2 separate regions of the Sus scrofa genome follow, and region 2 is linked to region 1. The links are chromatin contacts, called in public Hi-C maps. All regions are on one chromosome and are shown on one strand. The core of a region is the stretch at or near the end of the contact, and the rest is flanking DNA. Distances in the headings are between cores, read along the strand shown.

What was found. A called contact is a pair of places that touch in the nucleus more often than the background predicts.
Region 2: a Hi-C map of retroperitoneal adipose tissue shows a contact between it and region 1, with 3 times the contacts expected there. The contact joins two enhancer-like sites. A contact is called at or near these places in 1 of 5 promoter capture datasets (liver) and 22 of 47 Hi-C or Micro-C datasets (adipose tissue, alveolar macrophages, blood and 13 more).

The regions. Positions count from the first base shown.
Region 1 is chr6:61,503,069-61,507,824 of Sscrofa11.1, forward strand. No RefSeq gene overlaps it. Among named protein-coding and RNA genes, the nearest start is that of DUXA, 42 kb to the right of the region's middle. Within about 2 kb of position 1,858, at least 6 of the 83 cell types and tissues checked have an H3K27ac peak or open chromatin away from gene starts, as enhancers often do. A contact at or near this core is called in adipose tissue and retroperitoneal adipose tissue, where this site is marked.
Region 2 is chr6:62,063,960-62,068,629 of Sscrofa11.1, forward strand. No RefSeq gene overlaps it. Among named protein-coding and RNA genes, the nearest start is that of ZNF134, 17 kb to the right of the region's middle. Within about 2 kb of position 1,937, at least 17 of the 83 cell types and tissues checked have an H3K27ac peak or open chromatin away from gene starts, as enhancers often do. A contact at or near this core is called in adipose tissue and retroperitoneal adipose tissue, where this site is marked.

The DNA of each region.
Region 1 (4,756 bases), core at 608-3,107:
TACTGGCTTCCTCTCCGTCCTTTACTGTGTCCCCCGAAACTGTGTTTGCGCTGCACCCTGGTTTTTCGTCTTTTTAGTGCCTCACCCATGGCCTATGGAGGTTCCTAGGCTAGGGCTGGAATCAGAGTTGTAGCTGCCAGCCTACGTCACAGCCACAGCAATGCGGCATCTGAGCCGCATCTGCGACCTACACCACAGCTCACAGCAAAGCCAGATCGTTAACCCACTGAGCGAGGCCAGGGATCAGACCCGCATCCTCATGGTTATTTGGCAGGTTCGTTATCGCTAAGCCACAATGGGAACTCCCCCAATTTTGTTTTTAATTATAAATCTGAGACATTATAAATCTGAGACATTATAAATCTGAGACATTATAAATCTGAGATTAAGCAAAGGTTAAAAAGGCGAATGCCCACGGGCAGAGCTGATGAGCAGCCGCTGCGCCGCACAGGGCAGCTGTTATGGTCAGGGCCCCATTCGGAGGGGTTAATGACCCACCGGGGGTTACATATGTTGAATATCTTCCTTGCCTACCAGGATCTGGCCCAAGGATGCACATCACAAGGATGAGGAAGGCAGGCGGGGGTGAGAGTGGGGGGGGTGTCCAGGAAAGTCTACTGTAGACGGGGTTTCTCAACCCGGGCACTGTTGACATTCGGGGATGGATGGTTCTTTCTGCTAAGAACATGTCCTGGTTCCCGCCTCCACCCCCCCAGCTCACACCTCTTGTGACAACCAGAATGTCTCCAGACATCCCCCAATGTCCATGAAGAGGCAGAATCGCCCCGGGTTGAAAACCACTGCTCTAAACCTGTGGACTCCTTGGAGTGGGGGTGGGGGTGAGGACGCTGTAAACAGAACGCTGAGCCGGGGGGCTAGAGATTCTGGTTCAGGAGGTCTAGGAATCTTCCCTTGAGAAGTCTCTGCTGCAGACAGTCAAGATTTCTTTTTCCGTTTTTTTTAATAAATATTTCTTGGGAGTTCCCATTGTGACTCAGCGGTTAACAAACCCGACTTGCATCCATGAGGACATAGGTTCGATCCCTGGCCTCGCTGGGTGCGTTAAGGATCTGGTGTTGCCATGAGCTGTGGTGTAGGTCAGAGACGTGGCTCGGATCCCAAGTTGCTGTGGCTGAGGTGTAGGCTGGAGGCTACAGCTCTGATTGGACCCCTAGCCAGGGAACCTCCATATGCTGCAGGTGCAGCCCCACAAAGTCAAAAAGACAAAAAAAAAAAAAAAAAGATGTATTGCATTGCAATCATCAACGTTAAATCATCAACGTATGGGGGCTGGTGAGGAACCCAGTGGGACGTTTGCATTTTGCCAAGTCTTTAATGTGTGTGCAGTTTGTGTAAGAAAAATAACTGAATTTCTGAGCACGCAAACACCTGCGATTACTTCTTCTGAACTGGCCGCACCTGCGGCATGTGGACGTTCCTTGGCCGGAGCCCCCGGCTGCAGGGACAACGCCCTGTGGTTACGCTGTGGGGCCACGGGGGACTGTGTCCGAGGACCTGAGACCGTGAATTTCTGTGGCAGTTGCTATCTGTGAACACTAGGTGGCGGTAGAGTGCAAGTAATAAAGTGATCTTTTCCGTGTCTCCGGCAGAAAATTTCCCCTCTCCTTTGGGATTGCCCTTCGTTCTTTCTCTTTTTCTCTCTTGCTCTCTTTCTTCCTTCCTTCCTTTCTCTCTTTCTTTTCCTTTATCTTCCTTTCTTCTTTTTTTTATGGGCGCACCCGCGGTAGATGGAGGTTCCCAGGCTAGGGGTCCAATCGGAGCTACAGCTGCTGGCTACACCACAGCCACAGCAACGCGGGATCCGAGCCAGATCTGCGACCTACACCACAGCTCCGGGCAACGTCTGATCATTAATCCACTGAGCGAGGCCACAGATGCAACCCACATCCTCATGGATGTCAGTCGGGTTTTGCCCACGGTTAAACCAAGAAGCCCCACAAGTCAGACACTCTAGCACCACAATCACAGTTTCCACAATATACGACTCTGCCTAACAGTTTTCTTTTAAATACATGCACTCAGAAAAAAAAAAGAGAAAAAAAAAGTACATCAGAATATTTTTTTAAAAAAAGGAAACTAAGGGAGTTCCCATTGTGGCGCAGCAGAAACGAATCTGACGAGGAAGCATGAGGTTGCGGGTTCGATCCCTGGCCTCGCTCAGTGGGTTAAGGATCTGGCGTTGCCATGAGCTGTGGTGCAGGTTGCAGATCTGGCTCGGATCCCGAGTTGCTGTGGCTGTGGTGTAGACCAGCGGCTACAGCTCTGATTCGACCCCCTAGCCTGGGAACCTCCATATGCCAAGGGTGTGGCCCTAGAAAAGGCGAAAAGACAAAAAAACAAGCTAATAGTGAAACCAGCAGAAAAGCATTCTCAGAACTTAGTAAGGTGTGGGCTCTTCTGTCTTGGTGCAGAAAGAATTCAGCAAGAAAGAAAAGAATTTATTGGTATAGGATGTTTGTGAGAAACACGAGTGAGTGGGAAAGGGGGTGCTGTGCGCCAAGAACTTAGTGGGCTACGGTTTTATCATCCGAGGAAGAATGGGGTGGGGAAGAAGAGCGCCTTCATCCTGCTTCTCGAGTAGGCATCCCGCCTCCATCATCAGCTCCTCCTCCGCGTCGGCCAGGGGAGGTTTCCGTCTCTACGTCATCAGGCCGGGACTGTCGTGGGGCAACGGAAAGGTGCAGAAATGAGGAAAAATACACCAAAATATGGTGAATCATCTCAGGTTTCTGTATAAGGGCACCTTTCCCTATTGTTTTGTTTTCAGTGTGTACAGAAAAGCGGGTTCTAGGATTCACGAACTGACTAACCTCACTGGGCAGGATGTGGGCCTCATTCCACCATCGTTGTATTGTTTGGGGGCACGTCTCATGCTTCTCCTTCATGTTTTGTTATTGTTGGGTTTTTTTTTTTTTTTGTCTTTTTTTTTTTTCGTTGTTGTTTGTTGTTTTTGTTGTTGCTATCTCTTGGGCCGCTTCCGCTGCATATGGAGGTTCCCAGGCTAGGGGTTGAATCGGAGCTGTAGCCACCGGACTACGCCAGAGCCACAGCAACGCGGGATCCAAGCCGCGTCTGCAACCTACCACGGCAACGCCGGATTGTTAACCCACTGAGCAAGGGCAGGGATCGAACCCGCAACCTCATGGTTCCTAGTCGGATTCGTTAACCACTGCGTCACGACGGGAACTCCCTTGTTATTGTTGGGTTTTTGTTGTTGTTGGCTTGCTTGCTTTTTAGAGCCGCACCCTCGGCATATGGGCACATGGAAATTCCCAGGCTAGGGGTCCAATCAGAGCTGTAGCTGCCGGCCTACACCACAGCCACAGCAACACCAAATCCAAGCCACGCCTGCGACCTACACCATAGTTCACGGCAACACCAGGTCCTTAACCCACTGAGCGAGGCCAGGGATCGAACCTGCATCCTCATGGATACTAGTCGGAGTCATTTCCACTGTGCCACAATGGGAACACCAGTTCCATGGTTTTGCTGCTAAGCAAGCCAAATTTTGTTGTCAAGAAACTCTTCTTTCTTCCTTTCTTTGTTTCTTGGCTCTGTCCTCTGGCCTGTGGAACTTCCTGGGCCACGGATCAAACCTGAGCCATAGCAATGACCCAAGCCACTGCAGGGACAACACTGGATCCTCAACCCACCACACCACAGAAGAACTCCCCAAGTCATTTTCTTGATTAATCATTAACGCACAGGGGTCTCTGATAGTTTTTTCCTACTTAAAATCCCCTAGTGGGATTAAGTATTTAACCACTTAGTCTCTTTATTCTGTCCCTCTCAATAGCAAAAGAGGGAGAAACTAAGAGCAGAGATAGAGAGACAGAGAAAGGGAGGGGCAAAGGGAGGGCCTCTGGTGTCTCTTTTAAGGACACAAATCCCATCAGATTAGCACCTCACCCTTATAATATCATTTAACCTTAATTACCTCCATAAAGGCCCCATCTCCAAAGGGCAGTCTCCCTGGGGCCTGGCGTTTCTTGTGTTTAACTTCAAGCAAAATCATGCCGGAACCCTTACACAGTGAATTACACGTTCTTTTTATTGTAAAAGACTTTGCTTTTATATTTCCCTTATATTACAGTCAGAACATTATGTTGATGTTTTAATATTATGCCTTGAGAAAGGCAGTATTAACTAGGAGTTTCATCTCAGTGTGGTACATGCAGAGGTATAAAATATCTGCTACAAAAAGGCATAAAGGGGAGTTCCCAAGGTGGCTCAGTGGAAACAAATCTAACTGGTATCCATGAGGATGCAGGTTCCATCCCTGGCCTCTGACAGTGGGTTAAGGATCCAGCATTGCCATGAGCTGTGGTGTAGGTCACAGACTCGGCTCAGATCCAGCGTGGCTGTGGCTGTGGCTGTGGCCAGCATCTACAGCTCCGATTAGACCCCTAGCCTGGGAACCTCCATATGCCACAGGTGTGGCCCTAAAAAGAAAATAATAATAATAATAATAACAATAATAAATTAATTAAAACGGTGACTTCCAAATGAACATTTTGGTGAATACAGGGAGATAGGAGACAGAAGTCAATGGTCAAGAAGAGAAAAGAAGGGAGTTCCTATTGTGGCTCGGTGGGTTAAGGACCCAACATATTCTCTGTGAGGATTCGAGTTCAATCTCCAGCCTCCCTCAGTGGATTGAGGATCCAGAATTGCTGAAAGCTGTGGTATAGGTCACAGATGCGGCTCAGATCTGGCATTGCTGGACTGTGGCATA
Region 2 (4,670 bases), core at 687-3,186, 560 kb after region 1:
AAGCAAACGACTTTATTGGGAAGGGGCCCAGGGCAGAGAGCAGCGGAGTGAGGGAACCCAGGAGAACTGCTCTGTCCTGTGACTCACAGTCTCATGTTTTATGGGAATAAGCTCAGTTTACAGGTTATCTCTGGCCAGTGGGGGTTTTTGGCCCCTATTTGGTATGGCCCGAGGTCCTTCTTGGTCGCCTGCACACCTCTCAGACAAGGTGCATTCCAGCGCCAAGGATTCTGGGAGTTGGTTGTGTCCTCCCTCCTATTGGCCCCTCCCAGATCCTCCTGGTTAGTCTTCAGGGCAGCACCACCTTCCTCATTGAGGCTTCTTGTTGTGAGACAGTTTAGGAAAGTGGCTATTATCGTATCCAGCCAACGTGGACAATTTCAGTCAATGTTCCCCTAACAAAAGTGTGATTTGGACAAAAAGGATTCTGTGCAGCACTGAGGCAAAAGCACACAGGCTGGTTGGTTGGTTCAGATACTTTTGGAAGCTCGCTTCTGCTAGGAAATTGGAGTTCAACCCTGCTGAGAAACTTCTGGATGCTACGTAGAATCTGCTGGAATCATGTAAGGGAGCGTTCTGCAGTGTAAATTGTTAAGTTTGTTTCCCATCCTATATCCACGGAAGAGAGAATGATCAAGCTGCAGATAAGGTGTGTGGAGAAGTCCATTAATCCATCCTCCTTCCTGGACAGGTTTTAGGCTCTTGCGAACACTCTTACACAAGCTTCCTGGTACACAGGAAAAGCTTCTCTTTGGAAAAACCTCTGTGAGGCAGGGACAAACTTTTCAAAGTGGCTTTACTAATCCTAAATCATCTTGTTCGTTTATTTTGGAACAGAGGGTATTGCAACTGGTCTAACTTTAATATCCAGAAACTGGGTACAACTTATTAAATTAAGCGGGCAAGGGAGTTCCCATTATCGTTCAGCAGAAACCAATCTGACTGGTATCCATGAGAATGTTCAATCGATCCCTGGGTTTAGGCTCCAGCGTTGCTGTGAGCTGCGGTGTAGACTGCAGACACAGCTGGTTCTGGCATTGCTGCAGCTGTAGTGTAGGCCAGAAGCTACAGCTCTGGTTTGACTCCTAGCCTGGGAACCTCCGTATGTCACGGGTGTGGCCCTAAAAAAAAAAAATAAAGCGGGCAAAATACAGGGATTAAAAGAATTTCTCTCACTCCACACCCTGTTTACCCAATATGCTTGTATTTTGCAAGTTAAAAACTTGTTTGACGTGTCTCCCTGACGTACTAGCTGCATTCTACTCTACTTGGCATCACGGAGGTATTGAAGTCACATGCAGACAAAATGATCCTCAGTCGTCCACTCAACGCTGGATCTCAGTATTTCTTTTCTTTTTAGGGCCGCACCGGTGGCATATGGAGGTTCCCACGCTAGGGGTCTAATACGAGCTGTATCGGCCGGCCTATGCCACAGCCACGCCAGATTCGAGCTGTGTCTGCAACCTCTCGGCAACGCCAGATCCTTAATCCATTGAGCGAGGCCAGGGATCGAACCCGCAACCTTGTGGTTCCTAGTCTGATTCGTTTCCGGGGCGCCACGACGGGAACTCCTGGATCTCGGCATTTGCAACCAAAGTTCGTGGCCACGGAAGATCCTCAGTGAACTTTTGTACTTAAGCCTTTATATATTTGGGAGGGAAGGTTAAAAAGGCTGGAACACGAGTCCTGGGATTCGTGGTCTGCGGCAGGCGCGTTGCTTCCTGGGAGCCGGCGACGAGAGTGAGTTTTGCGCAAACGCAGATGAGATGTCGTCTCTAGGGAAACGGCTGCCTTAGGGCGTTCCGAAGGTGACAGCCTGTACTGGCAGCAGGCAGTGGTTGGGTTGGAGGCGAGAGCTGCGGAGAGAGGTGAAATCTAGGGCTCCAGAGCCTCTGCTTCCTGTACCTTCCCTCCGCAGCCCGGGGCGCAAAGTCCTCTGGGACTTGGAGTCCAGCGGAGCAGCCGCGCGTTGCCGTCCAGCTACTGCATGGACCACGCGCTCGGGACGGAAGCGCGGGCTGATCCCACCGGAAGTTCCGGTTTGAGGCAGTGATTACCATGTGTCTGGGGGTTTCCTCGCGCCGCGTGGACCCAAAAAGGTAACTGGATTTGCCTTTGCACGTGCCCCGTTTATTACAAGTGGAGCTGGCTTACTCTTTGAGTAGTGAATCTGTTTTTCTTTTTAAACTATTTCCTTATATTTGAAAAATGAATCCATGGAAATGTTTTAATGTATACGCGTGTCCTGTCTCTTACGATGTAAACCCAACCTAGCTCCAGGTAACTCTCGAACGTGATCCTGTTTACATTCAGCGTAGCTCTGGCCACCGTAAAGGCTTTATTTATTAATTTATAATCTCGTGGTTCTCTCACTTCATTGCCGGCTGGTTCCAGTGTCGTTTTGTCTCAGTCCTCCCCTGGTTGCTTTGTTGTAGAGTCACCCCAAATCTCTGATCTCTTGACTGTTTTGTTGTCTTCTAAACGTTTATTTTGTGCTCTTCAGAATCTTGGCACGATTTCTCCTTTACATTCTCCTCTAGTGTGTTCTATATCTGAAAGAAAAAAAAAAGTTTACATGTCAACATTAAAAGATGCAAGATTGCTCTGTGAGGATGTGCCTTCGATCTCTGGCCTTGCTCAGTGGGTTAAGGATCCGGCATTGCTGTGAGTTGTGGTGCAGGTCACAGACGCTGCTCAGATCTGGCATGGCTGTGGCTGTGGCCAGAGGCTACAGCTCCAATTCGACCCCTCGCGTGGGAACCTCCATATGCCTCCAGTGCGGCCCTAAAAAGACCAAAAAAAAAAAGAAAGAAAGAAAGATTGCAGACACAAGTAGTGTCCCTCTGAATTTTTTGTTTTTGTTTTTGTTTTTGTTTTTAGGGCTGCACCTGTGGCATATGGAAGTTCCCAGGCTAGCGGTGGAATCAGAGCTGCAGCTGCTGGCCTACACCATGATCACAGCAACTCGGGATCCAAGCCGTGCCTGTGACCTGCACCGCACTCCACAGCAATGCCAGATCTTTAACCCACTGAGCAAGGCCAGGGATCAAACCTGCATCCTCAGAGATACTAGTCGGGTTCGATTCCTCTGAGCCATGACAGTAACGCCCTCTGAAAATCTTACATGTCTGTGAATCAGCCGATGTAGTATTTGAGGAACTTGTCTTGGAGCTTCATATTTCCCTTCACATCTTTTACGATAAAAAGAGTTCCAATTTGCCAAAGTTTAAGGAAGCTCTGTATTAAGAATTAGGGTTCGAAACTCTCAGAATCACTTTTATTTCCTATAATGTGGAAAACCTTATTTCTGTCAAGTTTTGACTGTGATGAAGTAACAGGGCCTTACTCACACCTCTGCCATCAACGACAATAAATCTGGACAGAATGTATGAGGTCACTGTTTTCAGGCATTGGATAACGTGCCACATGTTGTGAAGTGTGTCCAAAGGACAGCACAGCAGATACGGTCACATCCTCCTGTCAGGGCACTTTCCACAGCAGCTCAAGGACGCAGAGCCCAGAGAGCAGAGGGTGGCAATAACAGAGCTCAGAAACAGGGTTTCTGAGTCCACTTTTGTTCATGAGGTGGCCTCCTAGTAAGTGCAAAATGCTCAGAGAAGGAGCCTCAGCTTTCTCCATGGAGTCCTGAGTGTTTGGCACAAAACTGAACTTGTGTGTAGAGTATGATTCCACAAGGCTGGGCAGAGAACAGCTGAGGGGCCTGGGAGCTGCTCGGAGTTTGCACAGCCACACCATGTGGTGACATTGCAATCCTGCCAGAGGGGGGACCTCCTTCAGCTTCCTGGATGGGCAGTGGAGACCCTAAGGGGCCCCACCTTAGGAGTGACTCTGCCCAAACAGACCTTCTTTTCCAGGGAACACCCCAATTCTGAGGATACCCCAACTCTGAGAAGACTTGCAGGGCACTGAGTCACTGTGGGCCTCCCAGTCCATGTCCAGGAAAGGGTCTTGCCCAGTAGGACTGGGCCCAGCCGCAGCTGGGTCAAGGATCCTCCCTGCATCCCCATGGGTTGGGGTCTGTTCTGGGCTCTCCCTGTTCCCACTTTCCCAAGGGAACATGGTGAACATTTTTTTTCTGCATAGAAGGCTGTGCTTCCTAGATCTGAGTGTGATCTGAGGTCACATCACTGCGGAGACAATGGAGGGAGGAGTACATGGTGGGGGGGCAGGTCTTGAGGTGGGTACCTCCATGGGGAGGAGCGGATCCAGACCCGAGGTGCAAGCAGCCAAGGGAGGTGGAGAGCAGAGGAGAGGCCTAGAGGGTGTTGGCACCCACTGTGGAGTCTTAGAAGAACCCCTAAAGCCCAGCACCATCCCCCGAGGCTCTATTCCTGACTTTTCTCCAGGTTATTGGTGGGGGGGCGGGGACTGCAGCCCGGGAGGGAGGATGTACGCCTTCTAAAGCTGGAGCCACAGAAATTCCCGAGTACATGGCTCTACACAGAGAGAGTGTGCGGATTCTCAGAAGGTTCAGCTCTGTGTCCCTTATGGCTGAGCAAATAGTCTCAAGATTTTCTGGATTCCTGTACTCTTATCTGAAGGCTATTGCTGGCGAGGCAGGCAAATGGGGATTGAGAGGAAAGGGATCCTGTAGTTCAGGGATTTGCCTGTTTTGACCCAGCCTTCCTTCCTGGTGACTGGAGGAACTG